3 separate regions of the Mus musculus genome follow, and all the other regions are linked to region 2. Evidence: chromatin contacts called from public HiChIP or PLAC-seq and Micro-C data. All regions are on one chromosome and are shown on one strand. The core of a region is the stretch at or near the end of the contact, and the rest is flanking DNA. Distances in the headings are between cores, read along the strand shown.

Region 1 (3,829 bases), core at 205-2,704, 280 kb after region 2:
AGATGCTGGTGGTACTGATATTATACACACATGCCTGCAGGAACACACAGTTTAGTGGCTCCAAGATCAGCTTGTTGGATAATGTTGGAGTCTCTATTCTCTAGGCTTAATGTCTTCCCAGATCCTCCTGGCAGATCATCCTGAAACTTCCAAAATCTGTTCCAGCACAGCTTGGAACCCTTGCCAGTTTCTGCCTTTGTATCCATCTTGGTGGCTCCGGAGCCTGCTTGGCTTGTGCCTCTGTCTGCATGTCTATGTCCCACTGAAGACCTCTGGGGACAGAAAATGGTACAATTGCACCTTTCTCCACGATCCTGGCTTTGCTGATACCCCTACCAAACCCTTTCCATGGAGACTCTATCACCAAGGCCTTAGTGAATAAGCCCCTGCTCTCTGTGGCTCCAACATCACCAACACACTGGACCAGCCAAGTGTCATTGACCTCTGACTCTCTCCACTTCCTTTTTTTTTTTTTTTTTTTTTTTTTTTTCGAGACAGGGTTTCTCTTTATAGCCCTGGCTGTCCTGGAACTCACTTTGTAGACCAGGCTGGCCTCGAACTCAGAAATCCGCCTGCCTCTGCCTCCCGAGTGCTGCGATTAAAGGCGTGCGCCACCACGCCTGGCTATCCACTTCCTTTTTAGGTAAACAACATTTCATGGTTCCCTCCAAGATACACAGTTCTGGGCCCAGTGCCTAAGTGGTTTTGTGTGGTGGACGGATGAGGTCCTGAGTGAGAGAATATTGACTGGAGCCCAGCCATGTCAAGGACTCCAGTGCCTCAGACCCCTGGGGGTGACTAGGTCTTCTCCTGGTCCAGTACAGATGTGGACAGCATGCACCATACACATCAACCGCAGCTTCTTTCTCCAGAATGACTGCAGCCTGAGGCTGCTCCCTACAGAGACCTCCTACAGAGATTAGCTAACCTGCTCCTCAGGATATATAAGGAACATACTGGGTTTCCTGGCCATTGGTACAGCTCTGTTAGTGCCCAGCACCCACCCGATCTCAGTGTGGCTTCGTTCCCTGTCACCCCTATAAGGGCGATCCGAAAGCCTTGCATGTTGTAGCAGTCCTGGGCAGGTTCTTCACTCTCCAGTGGTCTGTACTCTCTCCTTAGAGAACTAGGGAAGACAACACTGGTTTATATGAGAAACATGTTGTATACCCTCAGCATGTGCCAATCACTGCCACCCACCTCTTCCCAGGCCAAAGGAGCGGTTGTCATAGAGGTGTGTGCTGGGTGGCTCCCATGGCGCTGACAATCTGGCCAGCACATGCACCACACAGCAGTGTTTACTTTCCAGTGTCAGCCTGGGAGTTCGCGTGTGTAAGATTTATTTGTGTTCCTTTATACTGTAGCTCTGACATTTGGGTCTTGGGGTATTATTAGCAAAGAACACGATTTCCTCATTCCATCTGAATCATGAAGGAAGCATTTCTCTGGGTCTGTCCCTACTAGGCTCTGCTGATCCCGTAGATTTGACTAGTCACGGAAATAAAACTATCTACCCAACATCAGCCCAGGACGAGAAATCTTTTTCAGAGAGCATTTTTTTTTTCTCAGTGGAAAATTTCAGAGGAATCCGTCTGTGCTGCAGGGTGCTCACACCATCTCCCCCCACTGAGGTCACACCTCCCCATGCCCAGGCACGGTCCCCCTGTGGTTTAGGCCCCACTCTGTGCAATTACAATGCTTATCTTTATGGTCCGAGCATGTGTTGTATTCATGCTCTGGGCCCATGATTCCCAACTCTCCTGCAAGCCCATTCAGGACCAAACTTTCATCCTTTTTGCATCCCTAGAATTTAGTATCTGGAACTATTTGTGACTGAGTTTCTATGTGGAGACAGGCACAGCGTATTTACTCAGCGTATGACCCAGCTGCTGGCTTGTCATGTGACTTCTAGGAAACCATGCAAGCTTATTCTGCCAACTCTAGGATGAGGTGAGTAAGCTTCGCCTCCCAAAGAAAGCCATTGCACGGTAGATGTAGATGTGAGCCCTCTGAGATGTACAAACTCACTGATGAATTCTTTCCAAACTGAGCAGTCTGCATGCATTCACACTATAGGAATAGCCTGAATGCAAAACAAGCCAGAAATAGCCCGAATGGGAAGCTGGTTAAATAAGCTGTGCTGTATCTATACAGCAAAGAGGGGGAACGAACTATGGATATCCATACAACATGGGTGGAAATCCAACTGCTGAGTAAAAAACTGTTCTTGAAAGATAGCACTGAGACAATGTGGATGCAGGAAAGGTAACACTAGCGAGGAGTTTCTGGGGATTCCTGAAAAGGTGGGATGCTAAAAGACAGTGGGAGGGATCCTGGATGCCGGGATACTAACTGTACAATGAATGATAATATCTGGTTGTGGATGGCAATATATGGGTTATCGATAGCAATATCCCAGGCATTGTGACATTGATCCCTCGGTATTATTTCTTGCAGATGGAGAAATTGTTTTTTTAAGCTTTTTTTAAAAATAGGTTTATTTATTATTATGTCTAAGTACACTGTATCTGTCTTCAGATGTACCAGAAGAGGGCATCAGATCTCATTACGGATGGTTGTGAGCCACCATGTGGTTGCTGGGATTTGAACTCAGGTCCTTTGGAAGAACAGTCAGTGCTCTTAACTGCTGAGCCATCTCTCCAGCCCCAGATTGCAAATTTGTACAAGTCTCAGAACTGAAACTTTAATTCAAAGACACACAGAGGAGTTATCTGGTCAGAGCAGAAGTTATAAATCACCAATTTAAGCTTACTGATTCCCCGATCATACCAGCTCATCGATCTGCTTTAGTTTAGTTGCTTTTATATGTCACAGTTCTCATCTATGACTGAATTGGACACTGGGAATCTCAAGACCACAAAATGGGAGGTCAAAGAACTGAGGTTTGGATTCCTGAAGCACAATCTACTCCAGTGTGACAGTCAGGATTTGGATGGAGACTCCTCTGGACATGATACACTACTAAGTATCAAGAGCATACAAGTCCAGGGTTCCTTTGGGGGCAAGGGAAATGTTCTGGAATTAGATATTGGTTATTGTTGAAAAGGATCTGTGGCTATTCAGCCATCCCTCCACATCCACAGATTCAACCAACCACTGCGCAAACATTTGTATCGATCATTTGCAGACGTTTCTCTTGTTATTAGTCCATGAACAAAAGACTGTATGCTTAGTAGTCCCACTTCATTAGGCAGTGTGTGTAATCTGCAGATGATTTAAGATCTAGGAGGGTATGTGTGCATCAGCTCTACGCAAAGAGCTGGCTGTTTTCTAATAAGGAGCCTCACTTTCTTGGACTTGGGTACCATAAAAGTTCTAGAACCAATCTCCTGAAAATAGCAAGGTACAATTGTACTATTAAAAAAACTTATTGGAAGGATGAATCTCATAGTGGGTAACTTCCATCTCCGTTTTCCCCACCTTTGGAGGGGGCGTGGTTTCGAGGCAGGGTTTCTCTGTATAGCCTCTGCTGTCCTGGAACTCTGTAGACCAGGCTGGCCTTGAACTCATAGAGGTCCACCTGCCTCTACCTCTCAAGTGCTGGGATTAAAGGCATGTACTACCACCACCCAGCCCACCTCCATTTTTAAAATCCCTCCTTCCCCCATGGTCTGGAAGTAAGCAATGGACCCCTGACTGGGGCAAGAAAGCCTTTAAAGAAGAGTTGGCTAAATAAAAGTGGGGATGATGATAAGGATGCCAGGTGACAGGATGGTCACTCAGGAGAGGACTGTCATAGGCATTGAACCTGCTGTCACTGAACCTGAGGTGACAGCAGCTCACAGGGAAAGATGGATTTCATGCTGGA
Region 2 (3,834 bases), core at 182-2,681:
TCGAGGGTTGAAAATGGTGTGACCTTACAAAAAAGAAAGCTTAATGAGGCTTTTATCCACACAGGAGACTATTTTCTGCAAGATAAATTCCTATACTTTTGAGCCTTTGGGTCAAAGGGTAGATGTATTCAGTTTTTTAAAAAGATTTATTTTTAATTATGCGTAGGTGTATGTGTCTTGGGGTGCGGGGTATGTAGGTACAGGCAGATAACTTGGATTCCCAAAGCAAGAGTCTCAGGCATTGTGGGTGCTGGGACCTGAACTCAGTCCTCTGCAAGAGTGGTATATAACCTTAACTGACGAGCCTACTCTCCAGCCATATCTTCAAATCTAATCAATACTGTTCAGTTTCCTGCTGGAGAATTCTTAATGCACAAGGGCAAGGGTCACTCAAATGACGGCTTCAAGACATATAGAATCCAAAGCTTGACTCTTTCAGATCATCTCCTGGAGAACGGTTTTTCTTTTCTTCCTTAGGAATAGAGGGGCTTCAACGGGTCCTTCAACCGAGAACAAGATACGGGAAGGCTTACTTCCTGAGAGAGGGATGTAGGGAAGAAAGACAGAGGCGGAACTGTGTGCTGTTCCTTTCCCAGGATTCCCCTCAGGGTGCACAGCAGGTGGGAATCACAGCTGCTTTCTCAGACTTAGATTACAGTTCCTGCAAACAGACTCTCTTCTTTCCTTTTCTGACCCAGCAGACTGCTAAGGCGATTAAACATATCTCTGCTCTCAGGTACCAAGTGTGGTGCAGCAAAGAGTTGGACATTGTAACAGTTAGAATTAAGGCCCTTAAAAAGGAGATTCTAAAGGGGCTAGAGAGATGGCTCTGTGGTTAGGAACACTGGCTGCTCTTCCAAAGGGCCTGGTGGCTCCCAACCATGTGAAAGTGCCTGGGAATTTCCAGGTCCTGGGAATCTGATGCCCCCTTCTGGCCTCTATGGGTATTGCATCCATGTGGTGCACAGACATTTATGCAGGCAAACGTTCATACACATAAAATAAAAATAAATCTTTGAAAAGAGAGAAAGAGGGGCTGGAGAGATGGTTCAATAGTTAAGAGAATTTGCCATGTCCTGCTCCACACATCCTTCTCTCGGGCTTCTTGACTCAGCTTGCGGCTCTGTGAATTTTCTTCTGCTCGCCCAGAGCTCTGTGGCAGGGGTCACCCTTCCCACCTGCCTTGCCAGGTCGCCCTCCCCAACACCCCCACTGTTGCCCCATCTCCCCTGTCCCCAGTCAGGTCCCGAGTGCTCCCACCTGCCCTCTCTGCCAGCCACTCATACCTTGGACTCTTTGAGGGTGACTGGAAAGGAGAAGCAAGACCGTGTCGTCATCTAACTTTCCTGTGAAACCCGCGCAGCCGCGGGTCCTAGCACAGAGTCTGAGTTCAGAGTTTACAAAGCTTCTGTTAACTGCTTCCTGCTCTTCCAGCAAGTTCTACAAACCGAACTACAGTTCCCTTCAGGCTTCTCGAACTCACTTCCGGTGCTTCTTGCAGGAAGCCCGAGAGAAGGATGGGTGGAGCCCCACTGGGCTTTCCCCAATTCAATCAGTTTATAAACTAAACTTCATTTCCATGGGGGCAGCTCTTTGAGCTCCCCGCACCCGGAAGTCTCCAGTGGCTCCAGAAGTCTCCCTTGGCACTATCCCATTTCCTTCGGCTCTTCAGCATCACACACATCATGCCTTCACGTCTGAGCTCCTCTCCAGCCTGCAAAATGATCAACAGATGGGGACCACTGTGTCTCCAGAGCCTACCTCATAGTAGGTGCTCAATAAGTATTTGCCGCATGAATGGCTCTTCCGGGGTGCGTAGTAAACACTTGGTAAGAGTAAGCTGAATCATCGAAGGTCCATTTCTGTTTAAGCCTTTATCAACTCAAAACAGGAATTTGACAATGACACCCCCTCCATATTGGCTGCAGAACACATCCAGATTAACTGTCACAAAGCGCCACACTCATCAGGTAACTCTAAAGGAAATTTATCCACAGCTTCCCAATAAATTCTGAGCAAACCTCCCGCCCTCTGTGGCTGGGTCAGGGCCTACAGAATTTCTGGCTTGGAGCCTGGGGTTGTGATGTCAGCCTTCAGGGTTTCTGAGAGCTGAGTGTCTGCCCAGTGCTGTTTGTTTGCAGAACTGGCTCCCTCTCCTAAGCGCCCTGTTTGCACAGGGGTGTTTGCAGCTAGCCGCAGCCTGTGATTAAATCGAAAGCGGCTTGGTGTTTGAACTTGGTCATTCCTGAAGGTCACCAGTGGGCGGTCTCCAGGAGGTCAGCAGCTGCATGCACGAGGCCTTTCAATGACCCCTAATTAACATCTGTACTTGGGAGGACAGAAAAGAAAAAGAGGTGGTGTTTGGCATGTGTCTGGGTGGCTGAGTTATGACACTTTCAAACTTTAAGTGGTTATCTGTCTGATAATTTTTTTTTTTTTTAATGAGGAAGCCCGCTGTCCTTGGGCCCAGAAATATCTGGGTCTGGCTTTTCTAGACATACAAGGTGCTGTCTCGGCAAATTGTGGCTGTAGCTTGTGCAGATGGGAGGTGACACACCACTGGCTGCTTTTCGGCCTTGGGTATAATTGTTGGTGCGGGTGTTGTCTATGGCCCTGTTTACAAGCCTCTGGCAGCCCCTGGCATTAAACACCCCTGGGCGCTTCCTCTGCCAGGATGTGTCCATCTGGAAACAGGTGGGGGAATTATACCTTGGCAACACACACACACACACACACACACACACACATACACACACACACAAGGCCTAGCTATTTAAGCTCTTTCTTCTACCGAGGAGGAAGTCAGGTGATAGCACAGACCTTTTGACACCGGCTCTCCGTCTGCACTCAACAGTGAGTTTGAGCAATTTCTGTAGCTTGTACAGCCTCTAATTTCTCCATCAGTCCGCTGCAGATGATACTCGTTGTGAAGCTATTCCCGGGGAGTAAAGTACAATGGCTTGGACTAGTGTTTGCCTGGGACATGGGAAGAGCCGCCATTACCGATACCCCTCGGGGAGACAGAGCTGAACTGTAATTGGGTTTTAAGTCTGACTGCTGGTTCCGAATGGGGAGGGGGCATAACTGTGCTTACAGCCTCCGATGAGACGTGTCTGTGTGCCAGGTGTGTGCCGATAGCAAAGACTGGTTCTCAGGAGCTGCTGGGACCTGAGGGAGGAATAGACGTGTTTCACCTGTATCTAGAGCCACCCCACCCCATCCTTGGAGGGGCTTCTAGGCTCATTAACTCACCAAAGATCACCATCTCTCCCTGCCTCCCTTCCCCTATACACTCCAATGTGGGAGACTTAAAATGCTGAATTTATTTCTGAACTATGGTTTCTGCTCCTCTTCCTCTGCTGGCTGTCTCCAACCTAAGTATCACTATGACTATGCCAGGGGCCCCACCCCATGCAACACACACACAAACTGTGCCTGTGACCAGGGCTTTCATGGTTGCTTGGCTGAGGAGATCTTTTGGGAAAGCACTTGATCCACAGGGACATGTGGACCTTTGACCCCACAGGTTCTTAATAAGGGCAAGAATTGTTTGATGTATTGCACAGATGACTAGCCGATTCGGCTTTGGAAAAACCTGGAGTTGCTTGTAAAAGTTTCCACCTGCAGCGTCTTAAAGGCCACACTTGACACCTGGCAAGAGATGCCCAACTAGACCTCCCCTACCCTGAAGCTGGACCCGAGTTAGAAGCCACATTGGGTGTATTGGTGGTGGTGACAGCATCCTTGGAGTCTGTGAACCATGTATGCCCTTTGTGTTAGGAACTTGTTATTTACATCGACTTCTCAATCTCTGTAACAAACCAGTTAGCCACG
Region 3 (3,452 bases), core at 409-2,908, 370 kb after region 2:
TCCAGACACACCTGTGGGAAGGAACAGACACAGACTGGCTAATGTCACCTGCCAGGATCCATTCCTTAGTATCATATGCGCATCCCATAGTATCACAGGAAGTCACCTGGCTTGTGTCTTGTCGGCTGAAAGCCAATGACTATGCCATTTGTGAACATTCTGAACACGCTGTTGTTGTGCAGTTCGCCTTTGCCTCCCTGAGCTGGGCTTGCCTCCAGAGCTTTGCTGTTAAACTTTAAAAAGAAAGGAAAAGAAAATCTTCCTCACAATTACTTCCTGAAGTCATCCCATTTTCTCAGGTCCTGGACCACACACACATACACACCCTAAGAAGAAGGCTTCCTGCTCTGCCCTCGGGTTGGAGCTGAAGGCCTAGAAACGATGTATATGGCTGTATTTAGCAAATGTCTTAGTCTTCCTTAATCTTATTCTGTGCCCTGACATTGCTCTCTATGCAAGCTGCGAGCTGAGATTGTGTTTTGTATTCCCACCATAAGAGAATAGCCCAAGCTGCCATGTACAGAGTTCATTTCTTGTTCCTTACTCTCTCAGAGCAGAGTGGCCATTCCGTGTAATAAATGGCCCTGTGAACATGGTATGAGTGCCTACCTCACTGCAGTAGGAGTCCGCTCATTGATCTGGAGAGGTGGAGGTGAGAGTTTAGACTCACAGCAGAACTGAAGTCTGTGGCAGAGGGGCTGCTGTTGTGAGCATTTCCAGTTCTCTGCTGTTGTGAGCATTATCCGGTTCCCTTATGATGGGATGGATTGCTCATAGCCATTCTCTCAGGGTTTTTTTTGTTTTGTTTTGTTTTGTTTTGTTTCCAATAGCATCTTAAAATGTCACCCATGTGCTGTGATGTTCATCAGTTTGAGTGAAACTTGGTGTTTTCCAGTGAATACAAGGCTTATCCGCCCATCACAGCGATTCTACAATTTCCATTACTCAGCCCTACATCACCTGCTCGTGTTTGCTCCCCATTCCTCCCCCCTCTACTCCCCCAGTTCCAGGCAAGCAGTCCGCTCTTTCCGTCTGAATTCCAGACATTTCATACAAACGGACCCGCCCAGGTGTTACCCAAGCCTGTTCATGTTGATGCCCAGGTCAGCGCCTCATTACTTTTTATGGATGGATAACAGTCCACAGCATGGGACATTTGGGTTGTTTCTACTTTTTGCTGTTATAAATTTTGGGGTATACTCCTGTTAGGACACCCTGCACAGTGGGGGGTTCCCTTTTGACCCAGGATTAGGCACAAACCATACCCAAACACCTATTTCCTTTTTAAATATTATTTATTTATATTTACATGACTACACTGTAGCTGTCTTCAGACACACCAGAAGAGGGCATCAGATCTCATTACAGATGACTGTGAGCCACCATGTGGTTGCTGGGAATTGAACTCAGGACCTCTGGAAGAGCAGTCAGTGCTCTTGACCGCTGAGCCATCTCTCCAGCCCCCACACACCTATTTTCACAGAGATCCTATACAAAGCAGGGAAGAAAGTCAAGCGGCTGCCCTCTGGCTCAGGAGGAAGCAGCAGCATCAGACCTTGCAGGTGTCATTGTCACGGGCAGAGAGGGGAGGGCTGTGCTAGAATGGGCTGGCATGTGGTGGTGTGTTCTGATTGGGCATGTTAATTAGGTGAACCAAAGGGGGCTCTTGATTGCTGGACTCTGATACTTTGATAGCTGGACCTTGGTGGTCAGCCTTGGGAAGAGGAAATGGCCAAATACGGGAGTAGAAATTCAGTGATTCGGTGACTAGCTTCAGGAATGTAATTTTATCGGTTTTTTTTTTTTTAGCAAGGAAGAGGGAGTCAGGAAAAGGGCAAGGCCTGCTAGAGCCATCCATGCTGGCTGGAGTCCCTCAATATCTTTGAGTGGAGTTGTTAAGTCATGAGCCAGTTCTGAATTAAACTTCTGTTTAACTGTTTACATCTTATTTAGGCAGGTGTTAAGATCCCTGCAAGTCTCAAGGCCATCAGGGAAATGATCGGAGCCACTCGAGTGGGGTGAAGAATGAAATGTGGGTCAGCTCCACTTTAGCAGGCACTGGGTCAAAGGTGCACAGAAAAGCACAGGAAGGGGCGTGGCAAGGCCTGGGAGGATGCTCGGTTTCAAGGCAAGGGATGGTAAGATGATGGGAGATAGCGTGTGATCTGCCTGCAACCTGCCAGGAGAGCCACTGAGCATGTCCCTAGGCCACTGTCCTTCCCAGGCACCACCCCAGGTCACATGCATATGTTGCAGGGAAATATTTAAAAAAAAAAAATGGAGCCTGCTAACTCTCTGACCCCGCCAGGCCACATTCCCACTCCAGTACCGGAACTGGCGGGCCACAGCTATGTCCCAACGGAGTCCCGCCAGCTCTGTCTCACATTCCAATAACCAAATAGATCCGTCATCCTTGCGGTTTGATAACACAATACCCAGTACCCTGGTAGAATCATGACTCTTAAAGCTCAGTTAACCAATCAGATTTATGTATCAATAATATCACAATTTACAAGATGCCAATACAATAATTTCAGAGCCAATTGATAATGATAAAAGCTTTATCCCAATATTTCTAACCTTGAGAAATCATAGCTACTTGTGGCTGGTAAATGCCACCCGGGCACACGTCCAAAACCATCTTGGTTCTTCTCCTCCTACCCTGCCATGCTCCCTCTCTCTGCAACTCTTAGCTCCGCCTCCCTTTTCACTGTCCAATCACAGGCCTCCCACTGCCTTAATGTGATTGGACAGGGAAAATCCTGCAACGCATGCGCAAAGGAGCCCTGTTTTCATCTGCTTGGTTTTCTACCGATGTATGTGGGCCCTGGCAGTTGGCATCAGCAGATCGTGGGGATAGAGGGCAGTGGAAGGTGATTACTGAACTGTGTGAGAACATGCAGGTGTAGGTTCAGAGCGTGCCTCTGTTGTTAGGAGAAGCCACACGCAGCTTGAAGACATCCATAAGAGTAGCATAGGGCCTCCAGAGCCGGGCTTCGGCCGCCACACTGCACTCTGCTGGGAGACGCATGCTCTGCCTTGTCAGGCCTTTTGAGCTGCTCCAGGTTGGATCTTTGAGTTTAACCTTTAATTTCCCCCATGTCCTTTCCTTTGCTGATTTGTGGGTTTTTTTTTTGTTTTTTTTTTTTTTTTTTTTGACAAGGGTCTAGCATTGTAGCCTAGACTGTTCTCAAACTCTCCATCCTCCTGTCTCAGACTCCTGAGTGCTGGGGTGAGAGGTGTGAGTCATAAAACCTGGTTTTCCAGGCTTACTTCCTTTTAACTGCTCATTTTATTGGTAACTTGTAGTGTGTGTATTGCATCTGTGTGTCCCTCAGTGTGTGTTTTGTATTTGTGGGTGTCAACTTGGAACTGGAGATGGCTCAGGTTAAGAGCACTGGCTGCTCTTTCAGAGGACCTTGATTCCCAGCAACCTTTAAAAGGCAGCTCAT

The links. Hi-C and Micro-C count contacts between places; a contact is called where the count stands out from the background. HiChIP or PLAC-seq counts read pairs in DNA pulled down with a chosen protein or histone mark.
Region 1: a contact with region 2 is called in a FOXA1 HiChIP or PLAC-seq map of pancreatic cancer cells. The contact joins the enhancer-like site here to the promoter of 2210417A02Rik in region 2. A contact is called at or near these places in 1 of 15 datasets of contacts at CTCF or cohesin (large pre-B cells), 3 of 484 Hi-C or Micro-C datasets (bone marrow-derived macrophages, cranial neural crest and nephron progenitors) and 4 of 115 datasets of contacts at active chromatin or transcription factors (embryonic stem cells, pancreatic cancer cells and stem cell-derived neural progenitor cells).
Region 3: a Micro-C map of embryonic stem cells shows a contact between it and region 2, with 2.3 times the contacts expected there. The contact joins the enhancer-like site here to the promoter of 2210417A02Rik in region 2. A contact is called at or near these places in 2 of 484 Hi-C or Micro-C datasets (embryonic stem cells and nephron progenitors) and 3 of 115 datasets of contacts at active chromatin or transcription factors (astrocytes, embryonic stem cells and pancreatic cancer cells).

Annotation. Positions count from the first base shown.
Region 1 is chr5:148,462,191-148,466,019 of GRCm38.p6, reverse strand. No RefSeq gene overlaps it. Among named protein-coding and RNA genes, the nearest start is that of Slc7a1, 64 kb to the right of the region's middle. Within about 2 kb of position 1,454, at least 23 of the 459 cell types and tissues checked have an H3K27ac peak or open chromatin away from gene starts, as enhancers often do. A contact at or near this core is called in pancreatic cancer cells, where this site is marked.
Region 2 is chr5:148,739,437-148,743,270 of GRCm38.p6, reverse strand. It overlaps 2210417A02Rik (RIKEN cDNA 2210417A02 gene), which reads right to left and starts at 1,431. Exons shown (of 2, transcript NR_028285.1): 1 at 1,287-1,431; 2 at 132-536.
Region 3 is chr5:148,370,872-148,374,323 of GRCm38.p6, reverse strand. All of the region lies in intron 1 of Slc7a1 (solute carrier family 7 (cationic amino acid transporter, y+ system), member 1), which reads left to right. Among named protein-coding and RNA genes, the nearest start is that of Slc7a1, 27 kb to the left of the region's middle. Within about 2 kb of position 1,658, at least 49 of the 459 cell types and tissues checked have an H3K27ac peak or open chromatin away from gene starts, as enhancers often do. A contact at or near this core is called in embryonic stem cells and pancreatic cancer cells, where this site is marked.